4 separate regions of the Zea mays genome follow, and regions 2, 3 and 4 are each linked to region 1. A link is a contact called in public Hi-C data. All regions are on one chromosome and are shown on one strand. The core of a region is the stretch at or near the end of the contact, and the rest is flanking DNA. Distances in the headings are between cores, read along the strand shown.

The links. A called contact is a pair of places that touch in the nucleus more often than the background predicts.
Region 2: a Hi-C map of tassel shows a contact between it and region 1, with 2.9 times the contacts expected there. The contact joins the promoter of LOC103641996 here to the promoter of LOC100284303 in region 1. A contact is called at or near these places in 2 of 25 Hi-C or Micro-C datasets (ear and tassel).
Region 3: a Hi-C map of root tip shows a contact between it and region 1, with 2.7 times the contacts expected there. The contact joins the promoter of LOC100272615 here to the promoter of LOC100284303 in region 1. A contact is called at or near these places in 4 of 25 Hi-C or Micro-C datasets (bundle sheath, leaf, root tip and 1 more).
Region 4: a Hi-C map of leaf shows a contact between it and region 1, with 4 times the contacts expected there. The contact joins the promoter of LOC100276690 here to the promoter of LOC100284303 in region 1. A contact is called at or near these places in 12 of 25 Hi-C or Micro-C datasets (bundle sheath, ear, endosperm and 3 more) and 2 of 3 datasets of contacts at active chromatin or transcription factors (leaf and seedling).

The regions. Positions count from the first base shown.
Region 1 is chr1:192,076,754-192,082,386 of Zm-B73-REFERENCE-NAM-5.0, reverse strand. It overlaps LOC100284303 (polygalacturonase inhibitor 2), which reads left to right and starts at 1,851. Exons shown (of 1, transcript NM_001157198.2): 1 at 1,851-3,259. The coding sequence starts at 1,886. The coding sequence ends at 3,172.
Region 2 is chr1:192,214,060-192,219,491 of Zm-B73-REFERENCE-NAM-5.0, reverse strand. LOC103641996 reads left to right here and starts at 2,165. Exons shown (of 7, transcript XM_008665309.3): 1 at 2,165-2,340; 2 at 2,443-2,549; 3 at 3,416-3,484; 4 at 3,625-3,683; 5 at 4,305-4,365; 6 at 4,450-4,503; 7 at 4,670-5,324. The coding sequence starts at 2,208. The coding sequence ends at 4,951. It overlaps LOC109943479, which reads right to left and starts at 1,859. Exons shown (of 2, transcript XR_002749676.2): 1 at 1,209-1,859.
Region 3 is chr1:192,264,813-192,270,135 of Zm-B73-REFERENCE-NAM-5.0, reverse strand. LOC100272615 reads left to right here and starts at 2,155. Exons shown (of 2, transcript NM_001359663.1): 1 at 2,155-2,489; 2 at 3,473-5,210. The coding sequence starts at 2,202. The coding sequence ends at 4,993.
Region 4 is chr1:191,856,818-191,863,016 of Zm-B73-REFERENCE-NAM-5.0, reverse strand. It overlaps LOC100276690 (60S ribosomal protein L31-like), which reads right to left and starts at 4,120. Exons shown (of 2, transcript NM_001291563.2): 1 at 3,952-4,120; 2 at 2,656-3,168. The coding sequence starts at 4,040. The coding sequence ends at 2,889. It overlaps LOC100273018, which reads right to left. Exons shown (of 11, transcript NM_001147468.1): 8 at 6,063-6,163; 9 at 5,621-5,759; 10 at 5,164-5,216; 11 at 4,576-5,023. The coding sequence ends at 4,946. LOC100382159 reads left to right here. Exons shown (of 8, transcript NM_001366774.1): 4 at 275-481; 5 at 573-746; 6 at 931-1,119; 7 at 1,222-1,335; 8 at 1,428-2,029. The coding sequence ends at 1,772.

The sequences.
Region 1 (5,633 bases), core at 602-3,101:
CAACTGATATAAATAGTGAAATTAGTAATGGATATGTATTTCATGTTGAAAATCCCCGCTATTTAAAATAATATGAAATACATTAATTTTCTTAACCTTTTGTTTGCTTTGCTTAAAGTTTGTTTTCATGCATTTTCTTCTTTATTTTCTTAACCATAAAACACATTATACATACACATTAATTCTCATGTAGATGATCTCAACATCGAAGATGCAAATATTATGCCATTCAAGTGCATACAAGATCATCAAATAAAAATCGGTCTAAAAACACAAAAGGTACTCCACTAGGTTCGATAGCAACCCATAGATTTGTATGGTCTTCGTAGCAACCCACGGGTACTCCACTAGGTCCGATAGAAAAATGACTTCTAATAATATCTATCCCTCGCGTTGCATAGTAGAAAACACAGATTTATATGATTTCCGTAGCAACGCACGGGCACTCAACTAGTAGATGTTTATGTACTCACTCTAGTATGTATGTATTTGAGTAGTTTGATGTGGAAACAAGATCTTAGTATGATCTGACATCGTAACTAAAGATTAAAACAAGCCCCTTCGTCACCACTAAAGATTAAAGAATCGCGGAGAGAAAGGAAGGAGGTAAAGAAGCTACGAGCAAATGGCGGGATCCATGCTGCATGCAGGCAGCTCGTCGTCTTTCAGCTTTAGCAGCAAAGGATGGTCCTCCGGTCCCCCTCTCTCCCTCCCTCCTGCATGCATGGCTGCCGGACATATCTGCGTTTTACAGTAAAAGAAAGAAAAAAAAGAACTGCTCGTTCATGTATATAGTCGCAGTAGCAAGCAGCCAAGCACGTACTCCTGCTGGGACTCCCCGTTCCCTTGCAACCCAAGTTTGGGCGCCGATCGACCGACCGACCCTTAACTCCGGGCCCGGGGATCACGTGACGTGAGCGCTAGAGGCCTACCGTGCCGCCGGCACGCTTTGCCCCTGGGCCCCAGCCCCCAGGTCCGGTCCCGACTCTTCTGACCCAGTCCGCCGCCGCACTGGTTCTGCCACGTGGCCACTCGTTCACATCAAATTAGAGCATGCAGACGAACGTGCACCGCCGGTGAGCCCACCCACCCATCCATATCCATGTGCGCGGTTACGTGTGCAGCCCACCCCGCACCAGGCCAGCCGGCTGGCCATCCTCACGAGCACGCAGCAGAGCAACGAGAAGGCCACACCCACGCCACATGCGCTGCCTGTCTGCCCAACCGACGGTCTACGAACGAAAGATGTAACTAAAGATGTTGTTTTTTAATCGTGCTTGAAGATCTAATTTAAAAAGGTCGCCTTTTTTACCGAACATGTAAAAAAACATACATCATCGTAATTAAGTTAGAAGAATTTTAGCATATAAACGGCACATCGCTGACAGACAAGCCACGCACGAGTCTACAAGATCTTGTAAGAGCACCGTCGGGCGTGACCGGGACGGTGCGCCGACGGGCAACGATGGTCCTGGACTCCTGGGTCTCCTGACGCACGGTCGACGCCGGCGCGGTCCTGGCCCTGCATGGGGCGCCACCATCGCCGCGTCGTCGCCATCACACACGATATCGGGTTTGATCGGCCGGGCCGGGGGGCTACGGCGTGGACGCCAGCATCATGATCATGATCAGCTCCGGCGACGGATCCTCTGCCCGGTCGAGATCCAGACGGCTGCAGCATTCAATCTAGTTTGGTGCGGGCAGATCGTGCCATCATTCCTCGGTACTCCCTCCCGCGACCAGCACAGTGACGCACCTCGCAGTCGCAGAGACACAGCTTTGGCAACGAGGTAAAGTCGCCTCGCCGCCGGGCAGCTGCAGCTGCATGCACGTGCCCCATTCTAGCTCAGAATGCTAGCGGACGCGAGGACAAAACCGTCAATGCATGCCACACCCACACTGCCACCAGCCCACCAGTGCCACTGCCACCCTCTCTACTATAATCTCTTTCAGAAGCTCGTCACCACTCACCGAGCACTGTCGTCCACTCCCCGCGTCCCGCCCAAGCAAAAAAGCAAAGCCTGCAATGGCATCTGCAGCCACCGCCGTGGCGCTCGTGGTTGTTGCCGCCCTGGCCTCGCTGACGCAGCTGGCCGCGTCGGAGTGCTCGGCGGCGGACCGCGACGCGCTGCTTTCGATCCGCGCGGCGCTGTCGGAGGAGGAGCGGCAGCTGGGCGTGTTCTCGACGTGGGCGGCGGGCACGGACTGCTGCGCCGGGTGGTACGGCGTGGCCTGCGACCCGACCACGGGGCGCGTCGCGGACCTGTCCCTCCGCGGGGAGGCCGACGACGCGGTGATGGCGCCCGCGGGGCGGCCCGCGTCGGGGGTCATGTCCGGGTACGTCTCCGACGCTGTGTGCCGCCTGGACCGCCTCTCGACGCTGGTGCTGGCGGACTGGAAGCGGATCTCGGGGCCCATCCCGGCCTGCGTCGCCACGTCGCTCCCGTACCTCCGCGTCCTGGAGCTCCCGGGGAACCGCCTCACGGGCGCCGTCCCGCCGCTGGGCGGCGGGCAGTCGCGCCTCGCCGTGCTCAACCTCGCCGGCAACCAGCTGTCCGGCGGCATCCCGGCGTCGCTCACGTCGCTCACCGAGCTCAAGCACCTCGACCTCGCCGGCAACCGGCTCAGCGGGCGCGTGCCGCCGGACCTCGGCCGGCTCCGGATGCTCAGCCGCGCGCTGCTGGCGCGCAACCGGCTGTCGGGCCCCATCCCGGCGTCGGTGGCGTCGCTGCCCCGGCTCGCCGACCTCGACCTCTCCGAGAACCAGCTGACGGGCGCGATCCCCGAGGGTCTGGGTGCCGGCCCCGGGAATAGCGGCGTGCTCACGACGCTGTACCTCGGCGGGAACCGGCTGTCGGGCGGCGTCCCGGCGAGCCTGCTTCGGAGCGGCGGGCTCGGGATGCTCAACCTCAGCCGGAACGCGCTGGGCGGCGGCGTCCCCGACGCGTTCACGCCGCGCTCCTACTTCATGCTGCTGGACCTATCGCGGAACCGGCTCACGGGCGGCGTGCCGCGGTCGCTGGCCTCGGCGGCGTACGTGGGCCACCTGGACCTCAGCCACAACCGGCTGTGCGGCACCATCCCCGCCGGCCCGCCGTTCGACCGCCTCGGCGCCGAGTCGTTCGTCGGCAACAGCTGCCTCTGCGGTGGCCCGCTCGGCAAGTGCACGTGACACCCCTAGCCCGCCCATACGCGGGAAGCATGTAGACATATTCGTGCGGCTTGGTTAACATGACATGCATCATGATGATTTCGCGGTGCTGCATGTGCCTGTCTTTTTCTTTCTTTCTTTTTATTTATCTTCTTTTATTTACTTTTTAAAAATGCTAGTGGTTTGTCCATGTGTCTGAACGAATGGAAGCAAAAATTAAGCTCGTGTGTGGATAATGCTCAGCCATGTCGTGTCCGTGATGTGTCGTTAGAGTCGCCGTCACGTTCACCCATCCCGAGTCTATCAGGCCCTTCGCTTCCGGGCCACGCTTGGGGTTTGTCCATGTGTCTGAACGAATGAAAGCAAAAAAAAAAAAGTGTGGTTAATGCTCAGCCTTGTCGTGTCCGTGCGTTATTTTACGCACACGTTCACCCATCCCGACTCCCGAGTCTATCAGCCCTTCGCTTCCTCCACCGCCCCCCACTCCTCCTCGTTGCTCTGCCATTGCATTTGTCTGTTCGTCATCAAGTGCGTGCTCAGCTCTCATTAATTGTAAAAATGCGGCCGTCCTACTCCACCGACAACGTAAATAAGGAGGTGTTTAGGATGACTACACTTTCTAGCTCTAGTGACTTATCAAAATGTCTTCTAAACATTTACCGTTTCAGCTTTACGATTTTCTGGAGCACCTAATAATCTGCTCCATTAACTCTACAAAATTTTCTGGAGCTAAACAGGGCCTAAATAACTAGCAGAGGCAGAGTTCAAATTCCAAGCAGGTCTCACTCAACAACCGACAGCTAGCGCGACCAGACTATGAATGGTTACTGCTGAGTGGCCATGCACTAGCTGTTGCTGGGTAATGTTAATCATGGACTATGTCTTAATATGTAGTTATTTAGTTGATGCTGGTAAAATTTCTTTACAGATCTGGCTAAAGTTTTAAAATTTCTAGTTTTTGTCTCTAATTAAAATGACAATCATTTCCCCCTTTTTTAAAATACTAGAGAGCTCGCCGAAGTCGTTGTTGTGAAAACTCTACGGAAGTCTGAAAACGCAATTGGTAGCCCATTTCGTATCGGCCACCAAGTCTAGCCCGATTCACTTCGAAAGCCCACATCAAGCTCCCAGTGCAGCCCAGTCCAGCCTTTCTCCGCCTCCCACAAACTACTCGTTTATCATCGGATGAGGTATCTTTGAAATATTACCTCAACGAGAGATTGGCCCTTGTCATGAGAGAAGCGAAAATCAGACTGTATCGAAGGGCAAAGGTTAAAAACCTTCTACAATGAGATGACAATACTCAATATTTCCATACGGTAGCCATTGTAAACGCCAAAAATCAAATGATTTATAAATTAGTAGATGATAATGGAACAGACGTTGAGGAAACAGAGCTGAAGAAACATATTACTAAATATTATAAAAGTCTGTTTGGGAAACTAGACCAGAACACAGTACAATTGGAAGAGTCGTTTACTCATGACATTCCTCAGGTTACTAACTCTGAGAATGAGATTTTGACAGCGTCCTTTACTGTAGAAGAAGTGCACGGTATTTCAGATGGAACATAATAAAGCTCTAGGGCCTGATGGGTTTCCAGTAGAATTTTATCAAGTCTTTTGGGAATTGATCAAGGAAGACCTGATGGCTATGCTTTCTGATTTCCATGACAATATCCTTTCGGCATATAGTTTGAATTTTGGTGTAATTACACTAATTCATAAAAGGATAATGCTATGAAAATTCAAGAGTATCGCCCCATCTGCCTCTTAAATGTGAGCTTTAAGATTATTACTAAAGTCCTCACAGGACGGATTGGTTCGATAGAAGATAAAATTATTGGACCTTCTCAAAGGACATTCATGCCGAACCGTAATATTTTAGAAGGGGTAATTTTGCTTCATGAGACTATTCATGAGCTCCATAGAAAGAAAATGGATGGAATTATTCTTAAGTTACATTTCGAGAAAGCTTACGGCAAAGTTAAATAGAATTTTCTTCAACAAGTTGTACGTATGAACGGTTTCTCACCAAAGTGGTATGAATGGATACGGAATATAGTGTCTGGTGGGCATGTGAGCGTTAAAGTTAATGATGACATAGGTCCTTTCTTCTGCACACACAAGGGTTTAAGGCAAGGTGACCCTTTATCTCCAATCCTGTTTAATATAGTTGTTGATATGCTAGCAATTCTAATGTCTAGAGCGAAATAAAATGGACATTTATTGGGGATAGTACCCCACTTGGTCGATCAGGGGCTATCAATTTTACAATATGCCGATGACATGGTGTTATTCATAGATCACAATCTAGAACATTCCAGAAACGTGAAATTACTCCTTTCTATCTATGAGCAGCTATTTGTGCTAAAAATAATTTTTCATAAGAGTGAAATGTATTGTTACGAGAGGGCAAAGGAATGTCAATGGCAATACTGGTGGTGTCTTTTCGGTTGTGGAGTTGGGTAACCCCTTTTAGT
Region 2 (5,432 bases), core at 916-3,415, 140 kb before region 1:
AAACCGAACTCGTTCGGCTGTAAATCAACAGAAGATCTCTTTCTCATACTAGCTTCTTCCTCATTCCATCCTTCAGTTTCTACCTTTTCCACCTTAAAATAAATGTCATATAAGAGATGCTTGACTCCTATCTCAATGACAGGTGGAATCCTCGCGATGCTCTTCACATGCACTTTAAATCTAACCATGTCATTGGATTTCAGAGCGGCCAGATCCACTTCTTCCACAGCTCCTAAAACCGAACCCAACTCACATATGGCTTGATAGTTCAACAATTCTTCAGGCACATTATCGGCCTTAATCCAAACTGAGTGCAATCTGGATTTAGCCAAAACCTGAGAGTTCCACACAGTTACTACAATCTTAACCCCTGAAATCTTCATCTTCAACTCAGTAAAGTTGGTCAGTTCATCAAGCCTGTCCTGTGATGGGAATTGCATCAGGAAACCAAGATGACACTTATCAGCTTTCCAGGGTCGTCCCCATGGAAAATGGAAGCTAAAATCCCTCTCCAGATCACCAGCAGACACAATCCCCTCCACAATTTTGACTAATCCCAACAGGCTCCTCTTTGTTTTTTTTGGAAATGTTCTTTCCAAACTGAGAGGAGTAAAAACTCAAACCATCTGCTGCCATTCCCACTAATGGCATAATAGGTTTGTTCTGTCTTGGCCACACACATTTCGCAGTTACATGAGTCTCTTTCATGCAGATATCACACCACAAAGCCCTAGAACAATCTCTGGCATGATGACCTTCATCACCGCATTTTTGGCAGAATGTGCGACGACTTCCTTCTACCTCCAGCATCCCAGGGAGAGTCGGGGATTTAGGGTTACCTGGGTTATTCATGTCACCAGATGATGATCCAATCACCTCTCCCTCAGATTTCACGTGTGAGGGTCGGAGTCGCCAGCTCATATTGCGGTGTCTTCCCCAAGCATTGGGTGGATTCCTCGCCTCCTTAGAGTTCCACCGATCCCACTGTGAGGGTTTCAGCCTTGGGTCCATCTTCTCTGAAGTTTCACCAGCGAGCTCACCCCCTCCCCCTCCTGGCTGAGGACCAAAGTCTGGCGGGCGGAAAGGGATGGATCGCCACCCTCCAGAGAAACTCTCCGCTTGTGGGTAGGCAGCGCCCACAGCGAAGCTAGAAGCACGGACAGGTGTTCTGGGGATCGAGCACCAATAAGATCAAGAGGAAACCCTACCTCGTTCAACTTGTTGCCAGCCTTCTGGGCTGCGATCCACCCCCTGGAGATGGAGCCCGAGTCGAGACACCTTGGCTGCCCCTTCCTCGGGTCATCCGCTTTCACGGCCCATCCATGCTCTTCAGGAATCCACGAACCAGGCCGATTTCCCCCTGCGTTGCTCTTTTGCGAATTTGTCCAGGGAGAATGAGATTTTCTGCTCGCCGGCTTCTGGGCTTTGCGTGAGAGCCCCTGCAACCCAGGTGGAGGAAGAGGTGGTGGGGGAGGGAGGGGCGCGGGAAGGAGGGGCGTCAGGGGAGAGAGGGGCACAGGCATCTCCCTCGTGTTTCGCAGGTGCAGGCTGGAGCGGGAGCTGCGGGAGGAGATCAGGAGGAAGCCCAACCGCTTCGCTATCTAGAGTTTGCTCATGTCCTTTCTTCTCTCGGCGGCGGGGGAGATGGCGCCTCCGCGGCCCTCGTGGCCATTTGCGAGCGCAACGAGCCGGCTGTGGGACGTGGATTTCCGGTAGCCGGTGGACGGCGTGATGAGCGAGGAGGAACCGGGGGCGGGGATTCCGATCTGCGCGCCTCGGCGTCGCTCGCTCGCTTGCGTGGGTGGCGAGTGGCTAGCTACCTAGGTGTGCGTGTCGTGTTTATATATCGGCCATTTATGGGAGGTTGAGTGTGTTGCCATTTCAGAAGAAAGAGGAGGCAGCGCAATCTATCTCTGGGTATGCAGGACAGGACAGGTGCTCAATACAGGGGAGGACCGCGATGGCTGGACTGGACCCGGCACACTCGCTTCGAGCGACTTTTTGTTTTGGTGCCCCTCTTCCTCATTCCGTGGCTGCTCGACGTGAACCGTGTCCAGAGCAGTCAGCTGGCCCACTCCACATTTTCCCGTAGCGACGAACCCGGGAGCCCATCACTGCAGCACAAAGCAGTTCGGACCGAAGGCCCACGGCCCGTTTCCCTTCCGCCTTATCCCTCCGATCGCTGTCGGATTATTCGAGAGCAACAGATGGAGGCCGGCCTGCGCGCGCTAGGCCACCGCTACTTCGGCGGCGGCGGCGGTGGCCTCGGTGGGTTCGCGGCCGCGCGTGCCACCCGGCTCCGGCGCCAGCGCCAGCGCCGCATGGCCGCCTTCTGCTCCCGTGAGTGGCAAGGGATTCCCCCACTTCCCCCCTCCACTTCCTACCGCTCCGGCGTGTCTGTGTATCTGACGTCCCTCCCCACGCTCGCAAACGTCTCTGCAGTCGCTGTTAATGGAGATGGGAATGGCGCCGCGGGTGGCCCCGTGGGGAGCGGCGTCGAGGTGGCGCGCGCCAGGAGGATGCTCCATGTCGTGCTCGTCTCGCCGCTGGTAAGTGGTAGTAAGTACTAACTGCTGCCTTAATTTTTTGAGGTTTCAGCTCTCTCGTTCATGTGGCCGACTGCTGTTCTATCCTATTGATGCAATGGGATGCGATATATAGTCTGTCTTCCATTTTGAGCTCGAATTATACGGTCACTGGTTGTATAAGAAGAGTTGGGAGTGGCGCACTGCGCCTTGTGATGATATTGTCTGTTCAACTTCCCACGTGTGAGGATGCCTAAATCTGATAGATTCGGTTCATCATACGGAAGAGAATAACTCTAACCCTTGTATGATCTGTCGGCATACAAATAAATATAGAGATAGAGAGAGGGGGTCTAGTCTAATCTGTTTTTACAGACACAGAACGGCACTCTACTACTTTAAATCGTACACCACATGAACAATACCATATAACATGTGTTGAATGGATAATACAAGATATCCTAATCTACCTGCTGTTTTGCTCGGTGGACAATAGGTTGAAGCCAGAGTTAAAGTTTGGTTGGGGTGAGTGGGTAAGCTAGTAACCAGTGGCGAAGCCAGAGTTAAAGTTTGGTTGGGGGGGGGGCAAACTAGATTGAGAGGGGCCGCTAGAGGGTATTTTGCGTTATTTTTAGGGTGATTAGCTAAGAAATTTAATGATAATGACTTCTATAAAATTAGGAAAGGATTAGGGGAGGACATTGCCCCCCTCTGCCTCTCTCTGCCGTCGGCCCTGCCAGTAACTATATATTTGCCGTGCAATACTACCTGGATTAAGGCATGCCATACTAGTGTTGCAAACTAGTAACTAGTTGCAATATAACACTATTAACTTGATTTTTTGACTTGCTTATGCTGTCGTTACTGAATTATGGGTGACTACTTCACAGATACCAGGAAATACAGGGTCCATTGCAAGGACATGTGCAGCATCTGCAGTTGGCCTGCATCTTGTCGGGGTAAGGTTAGTCTCTGGATTATTTTCTGTGTTATTTAGTAAGGGGTTCTTGATGCAGCAGCATCTTTCTTGCCCCATGTCTTTCATCCATCTACAGTGTTTTGTTGTTAACTGAAACATGCCTGGTTTTTCTCCTTCCAGCCATTAGGCTATAAGGTAGACGACACGAAGTTGAAGCGCGCGGGATTGGATTATTGGCCGTATCCTTTGCTTGGATGTATATTTTATCAGTTATATATTGGGCCCCCACCTGAAATATAGGTCCAGTAGGACATTGATATTGTCTACAACATGGTAGTTTGATGATTGAAGGGCGGGCCTGGTGCAGCGGTAGAGCCTACCATCTGTAACCGGAAGGTCCCGGGTTCGAGCCCCAGCCTCTACATATTATGCGGGTAAGGCTTGGCGCTTAAAGATACCCTTCCCCAGACCCCACACAGTGCGGGAAGCCTACGGCACTGGGTACGCCCATGGCAGTTTGATGATTAATAGATATAAAAAATGCTATTTGAAATAGAAAGAATTAGTCACTCCGTTCCGAATTATAAGATGTTTTGGTTTTTCCCCTAGATATGTTGTTTTTAATATAAAGGGCGTACCAGTGCCGTAGGCTTCCCGCACTGTGCGGGGTCTGGGAAAGAGTATCTTTAAGCGTCAAGCCTTTACCCGCATAGTATGCAGAGGCTGGGGCTCGAACCCGGGATCTTCCTGTTACAGACGGTAGACTCTACCGCTGCACCAGGCCCGCCCTTCCATATGTTGTTTTTAATATGCACTTAGAAATTAGACGTCGGTGTTCTTCCTTAAACGCTGCCTTTAAGATACGTTGTTGTCAAGATTCATGACTCTTGGGACCACTTCTGTGATTATTTCATGAAACAGGTGATGTTGGATTATCCATTATTCTCCCGTATATTTAACTGCCGATTACTTTTCAGCATCATCACGTTCTTTTGGCCCCATTAGGAAGGAGATAAAAGGCTGTTGGCGTTCACCAAAAGAGGCACACACATCCATTCAGTAAGTAGCCGCTGCTTCTTCAAGTAGGACTGTAGTATATCCTCGCCGTCGCCACAATGAAAACTGTCGCTGTGGGTATATCTGAACTAATCTGCAATTCCGAAGATTTTCTTACGGAAATGGTACACATTCACTTGGTTAATGTTGTCCCGTGTTTTGAAATTAGGATTTCTCCTACAGGCCAGGGGACTGGCTAGTCTTCGGTTCCGAAACAAAAGGGTTGCCTCAGCAAGCCCTCGAGGATTGCTGCAGAGAAGGCCTAGGCGGCGGGACCCTCCGGATTCCCATGGTGGAGACCTACGTCCGGTGCCTGAACCTCTCCGTCAGCGTCGGAGTCGCGCTGTACGAAGCCGCTAGACAGCTGAACTATGAACAGCTTCAGTACCAGCCTGATGAGCTCCCAGAGGAGGCGCAGGAGCTTTTCCCGGCAGAGGACATTTATGCGTGAAAACCTCTGCCCGAGAACAATTACACGTTACACGCATTGATCACCTCATTTTTGTGTGTGTGTGTGTGTACTGTTTGCCGTGACACATGATTGAGCTGGAGGGACCACGCACTGCACGATTCTGTTGCGAATTCAATTCCAGGCCGAGTCCTTGTCCAGACGGTGTTGACATGCTCATTCAAAATGGTGTACCTGATCTGCTTGGAAGAATCGTTTTAGTGCCATGTATAATTTCGCAGTCAGAACTCAGAAGGTGATTAGAGTATGCTGCGATGGGGTCTCGTTCTGACTTCTTTTTTGTGTGTGTACTGGTTACTGAACCATAAGCTTTGTTAACTGCAACTGGACGCTGCGTCCTGTTGCTTCTCTGTCAGTGTGTGTGGTGAGGAAGGAAGGTTGGTGCGGGAGCTTTACTGCCATTCAAAACCTTGTCCCTCTGGTCACGCAGCTCACAGGTCGGATAGTACCCTATCCGTAGCTG
Region 3 (5,323 bases), core at 906-3,405, 190 kb before region 1:
CGATCTGGCCGCCAATCACTGCGTTGAGAACCGGCGGCGGTGCTCTCTGCACAGGCGCGGACGCGGCCAGTGGTCAGACGGTCCGTGACCTGGTACATGGCTTGGGTTCCCTTCCTGACGGGCAGGACGGTCCGCGCGTGCGCAGGGGCGGCGGAGTTCGTCGACGGCGCCTGAATCTCGCTCTCGGGAGGGACACCATTGGGAGAAGAGATTATAGGTGTTGTCTAGTGTCAGCAGGCCGACATAGACACCTCTAATCGACGTAGAGCCGAAGAGAAGCAAAGAATTTGGGGATTGAGAGGCTAAACTAGAACTACTCCTAATGCCTAAGGAAAAAACGAGAGATAAACTGATTATTGATTCGATTGATGATGTACAAATCGGTCGTATTCCTCTATATTTATAGAGGAGGGGGTTGGACTCGTTACAAATAAATCTCTCTACGCGCGCGCGGACCGTCCGACCTCGGGACCGGGCCGATCCATCCGCAGGTCACTTTTGGTGCCCAACAGAAACGAGGGAGAGAGATAGGTCATGACAGCCTACACACTTCATATGTGACGCACGACGTACGAGGCTGGTGTTTTAAAGTAGTAGAGACTAGTACAATGGTATGCACTGCAATACCACACAATAATATTTAATACCTATAAAAGGTTTAATATTAAAATCAACATATGGCCGATATATAAGATATTAACCGATAAGAGAAATATTACGCTTTATCTTAATTAGGAGGACAAAAAATATATGAGTTGAAAAGGGGGCATGATCTTATTTTATAGCTTGTTTGGTTGTTGATCTTTCTTTAAAATGGTACTAGGTGAGAGTGATGTCTTACGTGTGGCTCTCTAGTCTCTATCATATTGGGCTTGGAACCATGGTCATCCAGCCTATTAGACATTAAAGGGTGTCAGTTCAAAACAGATCTACGAAGGAGCCTGTCTCTTTAGATTGATTTGACCGTTGTTGCATTGCACTGCACCGACCCGAGGAATTGAAATGGAGCGTGCTGGCTAGGCCTTTGCCACGTTTTCGGGCCTATCAGCTACCTTGAGCGGCGAAACATGCTGCAGCTCGCGGGCAGAGCAGAGCGCAGGCCCACCGGCGTTGCAAACGGCAGGGACAAAGACCCGACGCCGACGACGCAGGCGCAGGCGCAGGGAGCCAGCGGCAGCGTGCTCCCATTGCTGCTTTCACGCGGCCGCGGCTCCTCCTGCTGCTGGCCTGCTGCTGCCCATTGCTTTGTGTTGCTTCCCCACTCATCACTCCACCAGTCCCAAGTGTCTCCTGTGTCCTGTCCACTCCCTCCCACGATGGCCCCACACGTCGCTCGGCCCATGCCGCCGTGCGTGTTCCCCGGTCCCGGCAGAAGGAAAAGGCTGCCGCCGCGTGCGTCGCGGTGCGCGCGCCCGCAACGAAACCGACGACGACCCCCCGGGCAGAGGCGTATGCATGTAGCCCAAGGAAGCAGTGGGGGCTAGATTTCCCCGTGCCTCGTTTTCTCGGCACTTGCGTCGGCAAGCATCTCCTTCTTCTCAGACAGACACACGGTGTTGGACCGACGATGATGACGGTCGGTTTCTGATCCGTTTCTCTCAGCTCCAACGCAGAGAAGGAGAGAGAGGAAGACAGCCAGACAGAAACTACACCGGAAGCACGCGAGGACACAAGACAAAGGAAAGCTGGAAAGGTACGGCTCGGCTTCATTTTTTACACAGTATATTTTCCCCCCTGGATATCCAGCGGAAACAAAAGCATACGTACAATGCCTTGTGAGCAAAAAGTCGTCAAGCACGCACAAAGCCACAAAGCCTGGAGTAGAGTACTACAGAGAGCCAAGGTGCTTCTATGCTCTCTAGTATCCCGTGAGCACAAATCTGATGATAGCAGAATGGAGAGGGGGTTTGAATGATGGCCCTGCCCTGCCTTAAGATGCACTCTTCCAATATTTCCCTACCCTAAAAACAAAACAGCCAACCAAAACCAGCCAGGAGTGACGGAACGGAACGAACCATTATTCCTTCCTTCCTTCCCCTCGCTGCCTCCGCCACGGCATCCACAGTATCTCGATCTCCACTACTACATTGATTTCCAGCCCCCCAATGACGAGAGCGCCCCCCCGCCGCCTCTGGCCAGCCGCAGTAATTGCAGCGCAGCCCAAGTGACCGGCCTTTGAGGTTTGACCCCGCGCCGGCGCCATGGCCGCGGACGCCACCGCCTCCGCCTCCTCCTCGTCCGCCGCATACCTCCCGACCTCGCGCCTGGACATCCAGGCCGCCGTCGCCAAGGCCGCCGAGCTGCGCGCGCTCCACGCCGCGCTCCTCCAGGGCGGCAGCAGCAGCGGCGGCGCCGCCGCCGCCGCGTCCAATGCCGGGGCCTACGCCAGCGCTAGCCGGAGCCCCGCCGTCATCCGCCTGCCGCCGGCCGCGTCGCCGGCGCCGGCCCCCCTGGCCACGGCCGCCGAGGACTACCCCGTGTTTGCGCCGGTAAGCGGACCGGCGAGCCTCTGAAACTTCTTGCACCAGGGAAGTGTTTGTGTGTCAGAACTCCAAAGGTGCCTCTTTTCCTGCCGGATCCGCGTGCCCTGCCTTTCCGTCATGCCGGTGTTTTCCGTAGATTTTGCGGCTGTTCGATTAGATGGTTGCGACAATGTTTTTTTGCGAGCGAGGCTACCTTAGGATTTCGAGGCGTAGGTTCCAGTTCGGTCGATGGGGTTTGGTTGGAGTCATGCTACAAGCCCAGAACAGCATAGGCGGGTACTCGGTTGCATTTCATTTTACTGAAGCAAGGCTGTAGGTCGATCAACCTCTACTGTCTAGGTGTTCCCGGCAACTCCCAACTAGATGGAGGAAAAAAAACCAAGGATTCGTGAAGATAAATCTCATTTTTTGGACTCCCAGCTGCCGAGGAATGAGCGTGGTTTTGCTACTCAACTTGTTTTCTGTCAGGATATAAGAACACCCTACTCATACGCTTTGGCGGAGCATGATGGGCCATTTCCTCGGCATTAGACTGAGCTTTGTTTAAGCTGTCAGGATGATGTCTGAAAAGGTTGTTCTGCTGCATAGTGGAACGTCATTACATTTTTTTAAAAAAAAACTAAAAATCCATGGTTTCCTGGACTCTAAAAATCGATGTGCTTGACCAATTGATTTTTAAGGGCAGCGTACCACAAGGGAGGATGGCCACAACCACAATGACCCAGAACTGGCCGGGGATGCCAGCTTACAAGTAGAGTGTACTGACTCACACTCGCAAACATGAAGAATCAATTGACCAGCATGGTGTTAGTACCATGCCTCCATTGAAATTACGAAAACATTAAATGGTTGTGTTCAATGTGTTGCCTGCTGCTGGTACAACATTTTCCCATGGATCGTGCACGTTTTGCTTCATGATGCTGTACTTTCGGTTTCCAGTTCGTGCTGTTTTAACATGAACCTTGCTGCTTGCTTTGATGAATTCCCAGACTTATGATGAAGAGCACTTGGGTGGAACGAACTACATTCGCCAAGATAACAGGAGCCTGTCCGAGAACTGGAGCGGCATCGGTTTGGACCATGATCATGATGGCCTAGAAGACGAGGTGGCGTTCTCGGATTTCGACAACCGCAACACCTTCTCTTCGTCGAACAGCGAGCTCCGTTTCTCTTCGTCAAATGAGCACCTGCGGAACAGAAAGGCGTGCAGAAACCACCCGTCGCTCCTTCCGCCCGCCCTCTCTGCCGACAGTTTGCTTAGGTCAGTCAGCAGGATGACGGACTCGACTGAATTTAAGGCCGTTACGACGTGCAATACCTGCAAGCCCGCAACGATCAGTAGGGACGACACCGAAGCTGCTGATGCCAGGTCCTTGAAGAACCTCAACAGCACCGCGCCGCTGTCAAACTCCCGGACAAGGCGCAATGGGCCACACATTCTCTCCTGGCTCTTACCGAAGTCAAAGAGGAAGCCAAAACCAGATGTGTCCCCAAACACCGTCGAATGCGAGAACATGTCGCAGCTTCTGAAGGACTGGGGTGTGTTCTCACTGGATTCCCTGAGGAAAGAGGTCGTTGAGGCCAATGAGCACAGGGACGCCGCGCTCCAAGAGGTATCAGAGATGAAACTATCACTAGGAGAGCTGACTGCCAAGCTAGTGAGCCTGGAAGCATACTGTTCGGAATTGAAGAAGGCTCTAAAGCAAGCGACGAGCGCGAAGAACATGCAGTCTCACTCAAAGAGATCGGCTAGGCCAGTTAGCGGGAGCAGAGACAGCTTCTTGCCCGTCAGTCACGAAGTTATGGTGGAAGGGTTCTTGCAGATAGTATCGGAGGCTCGTCTCTCCATAAAACAGTTCTGCAAGGTATTGATACAGCAAGTCGAAGATACTGACAACGGGCTATCAGATAAGCTAAATCTGCTCCTACGACCGTACCAGATCACGCTGAGTGACAAGCACCCGAAGCTAGTGCTGTACCACCTCGAAGCTCTGATGAACCAAGCGATGTACCAGGACTTCGAGAACTGCACGTTCCAGAAGAACGGGTCGCCCAGGTGCCTGGACCCGAAGCAGGAGCAGCAGGAGAGCTTCGCCTCGTTCGTCGCGCTGCGCAACCTGAGCTGGAACGAGGTCCTGAAGAAGGGCACCAAGCACCACTGCGAGGACCTGGGCCGCTTCTGCGACCAGAAGATGAGCTGCGTCGTGTCCATCCTGAACTGGTCGTGGCCGTGGGCCGAGCAGCTGCTGCAGTGCTTCTTCGTGGCGTCCAAGTGTGTCTGGCTGCTCCACCTACTGGCCTTCTCCTTCGTCCCGCCGCTGACCATCCTACGGGTCGAGGAGGACCGGGCGTTCGACCAGACGTACATGGAGGACGTGCTGCTGGACAAGCAGCGGTCACGGAATGGTCCGCCGCCGTCGTCGTCGCAGGTGAAACTCATGGTGACGCCTGGGTTCTATGTCCAGGACAGGCTGCTCAAATGCAGGGTGCTCTGCAGGTACAGCGGCTAGATCTCTATCGCTGATTGGATTGGAGGTGCTTCGAGTGTTCTTCTTTGACTGATTGTTAGTTATTAGTGTGATGCAGTAGTATCTGTTCTGCTAGGTTGCAAAGTGCTATACTGGGACGCCAGAATATCATTATTTTGACCCTTGGCATGCCCGTCAGCATCTCTGTAACATAAGAGAGTCATGTTGTGTAAGAAAGATGTGTGCAAGATTTTAGCTCAACAGGTTTCCTCTTAACTTTTCGAAGGGAAGAAAGGGGACCTTTTTTTATGAACAGATGCATCAGCCATTGTTCTTGTTTGAGATGACGAGGAGGAACGAGCCCTGTGGACA
Region 4 (6,199 bases), core at 2,871-5,370, 220 kb after region 1:
TTTCTTTTTTTAAAAGAAAGTCAATGTCTCTTATGGCCTACTTAGAAGGGCAGACCTGATGTAGTGGTGAGAGCTGTCTCACTGAGTCACAAGGTCATGCGTTTCAAAGCAGCCTCTTCACATTTGCGGGGGAGGCTTGCCTCAGTTTGATCCCTTTCTCAGACTCTGGGAGTCTTCGGCACAGGATCTGTCTTGCGGTCTTATGGCTACTTGTTGTCTGAATATGTTCTGATTCTTCATGTTGTCAGTTTTCTTATGGATGTTTCTCTTCCAGGCACTAACTCCTCACATGCAAAAACGGGCAGAAGGATCATCAACTCCAAAGGCTGGTAGAGTGCTAGGTCCTGCTTTGGGTGATCAGCAGCAGGGCACCTTTTCTGTTAACCTGTGGAAGGCTGCGTTTCAGGACGCATTCAGCAGAATGTGCCCCCTCAGTGCTGGCAGACATGAGTGTGGCTGTTTACCAGTATTAGCAAAACTGGTATTTTTTAACATCCTTAGTTTCAAAGAATAAGCAGTTCTTTTTGTTACTGCAAGTATATTTCTGAACTTTGCGAGTTCTTCATTATTAGGTGATGGAGCAGTGTGTAGCCCGTTTGGATGTTGCCATGTTCAATGCCATCCTACGTGAATCAGCAAGTGAGATACCAACAGACCCTATATCTGACCCAATTGTTGACCCAAAAGTCCTACCAATTCCAGCTGGTGATCTAAGCTTTGGGTCAGGCGCGCAGCTGAAGAACTCTGTACGTGCCTAATTTACTCGTTTTTTATGCATTACTACCTGTTCCTTTTTTCTGTTGTAATTGTTATGTGGCTGTTTGTTAGGATGTAGCTTGCTAAGGAACAAAATTAGATACAAATACAGTTGGGTCTTGCTATTACACCTCACCCCAAACAATGAATTTATATGAAATAAAATGACTGCAGATTGGAAACTGGTCCAGATGGCTGACAGATAAGCTTGGCATAGATCATGATGATTCTGAGGACATAGGAGATGTTGAAGACGAAAGAAGAGCCGCAGCTGAAACGAAATCGTTTCAACTTCTCAATGAGCTAAGTGATCTCCTGATGCTCCCAAAGGACATGCTCCTTGAAAAATCTATCAGGAAAGAGGTCAGTGTTTGTGCATAGCAGCTGACAAACTACCACACTGCTTCCTCTTGTTACGTAACCATCAATTTCTGTCGCAGTTAAACATTCTGATGTCTTTCTTAGGTTTGTCCCTCAATTGGCCTTCAGTTAGTGACTAGGATCCTGTGCAACTTCACCCCAGATGAGTTTTGCCCTGATCCGGTTCCAAGCACGGTCTTAGAAGAGCTGAATTCCGAGGTTTGTTCCACTCGTTCTCTCTACTCCAGCCTTGCACACTACATCTTGCTGACAATGTCACTCAAATGCACTGATATACATATGCTATGCAGAGCTTGCTGGAGCGTCACGCCAACAAAGACGTGACCAGTGTGTTTCCGTGCACCGCTGCCCCTATAGTGTACCGCACACCTTCAACGTTGGACGCGGCAGAGAGAGCGGCAGACATAGGAGGTGGCGCGAAGCTGGACAGGAAAGCCTCAATGGTGCAGAGGAGAGGGTACACCAGTGACGACGACCTTGACGACCTGGATTCTCCCCTCGCATCCCTAATCGACAGGAGCGCCCCACCTTCTCCGTCGAACGGTTTGGCACACTTCAGTGCTGGGAGAGGAGTTTCCATGGAGAATACAAGATACACGCTCCTAAGAGAAGTATGGGGGCTGGAGCAACGGTGATGGATGATGACGAGCCTGTAAAACCTAAAATCTCTTCTACTGCCACCCAAATGAGAGCACAAGAAGGCCTATTTGTGTGGGGTCTTCAGCAATCTCTACAGTAAAAATGCAACACTTCCTTGTACTGTACATTCCCACGATCCTATGTATCTTAGCTCTTTTGTAGTATATAGCAGCAAAAGAGGGTGTCGGCAAAGATACAGATACAGTATTGAGTTAAAATTCTATAATGATATGACATTCTCTTCACCTACCAATCTGATGGGCACTTGAGACGCTTACCTTTGAGCTGTCGCCACTATTCTTAACATATCAGTGTATGTGTGTGTATGGTGATGGGCCAACGGAAACCAGTCGCAGTCGGATGGCGGCCGCCGACGGTGACTCCCCAGCTGCTAATGCTGCTTTGCACCGACGGTGGCACCCCATCTGCTAAGGCTACTCTGGATTGCGCCCATCTATCAAGTTCAATGCAGCTTGATGTGCCCTGATCAAGTTCGCTGAAGGTGTCTTCTCCCCCCAACCAAAACCCCACAACATTTGCAGCCAGCTGCCACCAGGAGAGTGATGGCTGATCAATTAGGATTCCCATCACAATAGAGTACTACTGTACTAGTGAACAAAAGGTCCTCACAGCACACCTAAACAATTTAGCGAAGCCTGTCGGATATATGTTCCAGCTAAGGGCTAGTCTGGCCCCCATTTTCCAAAGGATTTCCATTTCCCAAGTGAAAATGAACTAATTTCCCTTGAAAAAATAGAAATCCTTTGGAAAAATAGGTTAACAAATTAGCCCTAACACTAAAGAGAGAATTCACCCTGCCATTGAAATGGGGGATTCCAAGCCATCACAGGGCGAAGTTGCTAAAACCATACTGACAAGTTATCCAAGGAACACAACTTGATAACGTAAACACCACACATGGAGATTTCCAAACTTGTCCCATGAGCAGCGACTTCCCAGGGGGCGATAATGAAGAAAAGGATGCAGCAGCAATGAAAAGAAAACTAGCCATGCAATTCTGTTGCGGAAATAGACAACTTTGTGAATACAAAAGGTTTTGCTGTTGCAAATACAAACTAGGAACTCTCTAAAGATGTAGATAACGCGACAGCTTAATCGGTATCGTCAACGACCTTGGTCCCCAGCCCTTTCAAGCCCTCGGCGGGGATCTCCGCGACGGTGACAAGGGAGTAGAGCTCCTCCTTGGCATCCTCCTCGTCGTTCCTCTTGCGGGCGATCCTCACACGAACCCTCCGCGGCACGCTCCTGATCCCGCTGCTCCAGATGTGCTTGTTGAGCTTCACATCAATCCTAATGTCCGTGGTGCCCATGGCCTTCTGCGCAAACTTCCTGATCTCCTTGATGGCGTTGGGTGCCTTCTTCTTGAATGTGCTGCCAGACATGAGAAAATGTTGGTAAGAAGTGGGATCGCGGCATTCAGTAACCTTCAATTACAGTAACAGTACAATGTCAAGCAGGAACGAGAGGTCATGCAGATAACAGAAGACACTTGGATAAGCATTCAGCAACTGAAAAAAACACATTGGATCAAAGCAGCCAACCTTCTAGTCATGCTTAACAATTTGAGTATACTCATACATAGACAAAGCCAAAATCAATGAAATGCACACTATCTCATTAGTCATGATTCATGAGGTTTCTAAGCCTTGCATGGTTTGTTAAAAGCAAACTCTAACAGTCACTAGAATTTTACCTGATAAGAATGTTAATTGAGCATATACAGGCTATATCTGCCTTCTCAATATAGGTTCATCAATTCCTAACTGGCAGCAAATTTTGCAATTCCAAATGGTAATAAAGGGCGGAGCTAGATGCCTATTACATTTACCTTTCGACAAACTAATTAGCAAATGAAATGAGGAAAATACCAAACCAGTGCCGCTACAAATACTACAAACCACAAGCAGGCAAGGTCATCGTACTGTTTCATCTCCTCGTGCTCCTAAGCAGAGTACGAATAGTATATAACTGATCACACAGAACATACACTAGTTGAGCCAGATCTCGTCTACGAGTAGTATCGAATAGAAAAAACCATCCGCTACCGCGCCTAAATACTATCAGCAGCGAGACGAAGAATCTCGCAAGCGAGCCAGATCTCGCAGCGAGAACAGTGTGCAGCCCCCGCAGCAAGGTGGCCAGAGGGAGAAGTACCAGCCGTGGAGGCGCTTGTGGAGGTTGATGGTGTACTCCCTGGTGACCACCTCCTCCTTCCTCGACGCTCCTCCCTTCCCCTGCGACATATCTCCTCTGCTCCGGGTGCGGGTGGGCGGATTCCGCTGGGTAGTGTGGTGCGGTGTTGTGTTCCGCGGCGGCGCGAGAGGAAAACCCTACCGGATACTGGGGTTGCATTTTATATGAGCTGCCCACAGAACGACGTGGCTACATGGGCCGGATGGTGTGCTAGCCCATTCATGCGCCCATTGCTCGGTCCCCGTGGCCCGTGGGCTGTATGTGGCTTAAATGTCACCTTCTAATTGGCATCTAGACATAGTGCTGATTTTAGCAACTGGGATCCAAAAATAGGCGCTAAACCAAATTAGCGAACATAAAAGCATATACAAAATACATCAATTATTGTATAAATCAATTATTGTATAAAATACATGAATTATTGTATAAATCCACTAAAAGACTACAACGAATTCTAATTTGGGAATACTTTATTGTATTAGATTTTTAGATAGTGAGCTTTATAATTATATTAGATAGACACACAACATAAAAGCATAGAGTCTCGACATGGGTCGCAAAAGAAGATTTGTGTGAATGATAGATACATTAGACTACATTTATTGATAGAAAATTTAATGGGTCTTAAACTTCAAGACCTCTTTACAATCGATTTTGTATCGTTTTGATAATTTCACCTTTAGCTTTGATTAGGGCACACCACACCTCGTGACAATCGGAATTTGTATAACTTTCTACACCCGTAAAAGGTGCACAGGCCTGGTATGCCTGGAGCTAGCAAGTTGGAACCATATAGTTGCATAATCATCGCAAAATAATAGCTATCACAATGATAGTCTTCATGTGCTGCTAATAGTTGATGACTTATTTGATCTGATCGGGACTGGAATATTCACAACCATTGGACGGGGTGCAGGCAGGTGGTCATGGAGGATGCAGCCCTTCTGAATTCGGATCAATAGCCAGCCAGGCGTGGGTCTGCGCGATGGGGAAGGCTGGTTCGAGCCCCCAGACCTCTGCAACCACAACCAGCCTGCGTATTGCACACAAACACTTCCATCTATAAGAGAACAAGGCGAGCAACCCATGCATTCTGATGTGCAATTACACGTGGCATCTTCCTCTAAGTATTTTGCAAGTTGCAACAGAGTACATTTATGAAAGGTGCCTTACCACTCGTGCAGCAAAAGGTAGCATCCTCTCCGGTGGCATGCTGGTGCATAAACCTAGTCCAAAAGAACAAAATTTATGGCCAAGTAGTAAAGATCTCAAAACTGACTCAGGAATCACATTTGCAACTAAACAAAGTACTCCTGGTTGAGACCACATCACCACAAAGAAACAACAGTAGGATACAAGCAGGTGATGCGATGTGTTTGTTTTCGGTATCGTAATGTTCTGCACTGGTTACTATGATAATGTAAAGAGCGTTATGTAAGAGGAACTTCAACAACTTAGGTACGGACCATTATCGATATAACACAGGAAAGTAATTGCTTAGCTTGCCACAACTGATTTCAGAAAAAAAGGAAGTTGACTAGCTTCACCAACAAAATAGAAGCACTAATAAATGGAAGAACCAGTTTTTGCAGCAATATGTGGCGTGGAAAAGGAAACATTGCACACTGACCATATAGAACTGCTCCAATGAATGCATCTCCAGCGCCAGTTGTATCTACGAGTTCACCAGGTGGTATAACTTCGGCCGTACCTAGAAGTAACCTGCCACTTATCGAGCTTACTCCATCCGCGCTTATTCTCAAGTTTGACTGAAAACAAACAGAAGCTTAAAGAAATGGGTTAGAAAAATAATATTCAAAATTGCGAGCATGAGCCATGAATATCATACATATTGCCGCTGCTATACTCCAAAAAAATGTGTTAGTCTAGAAGCAGAGATTTTGATGTGTGTGCTGCTCCATATTTCAATTTTAATTTTCAAACAAAAAAAAACGTGTATTGCAGCTCCTACAGTGCGATTATATCTGTACATATAGTTCAAGTTGATAGAGGAATATACCTATGTGTGGAAAAAAATACACCCAGCCCATGTGCATTATAAGGCATCATACCTTGGAAGCAACACATTTTGGTATAGTAGAACTCTGATCAATGCTCTTCTCTAGTGATTCGAATAAAGCCTCTGCATCTATTTCCCCTGCCTCAGAAGCATCTGCAACGTGTTTTTTTCCAAAAAAAAAGAAAGAAA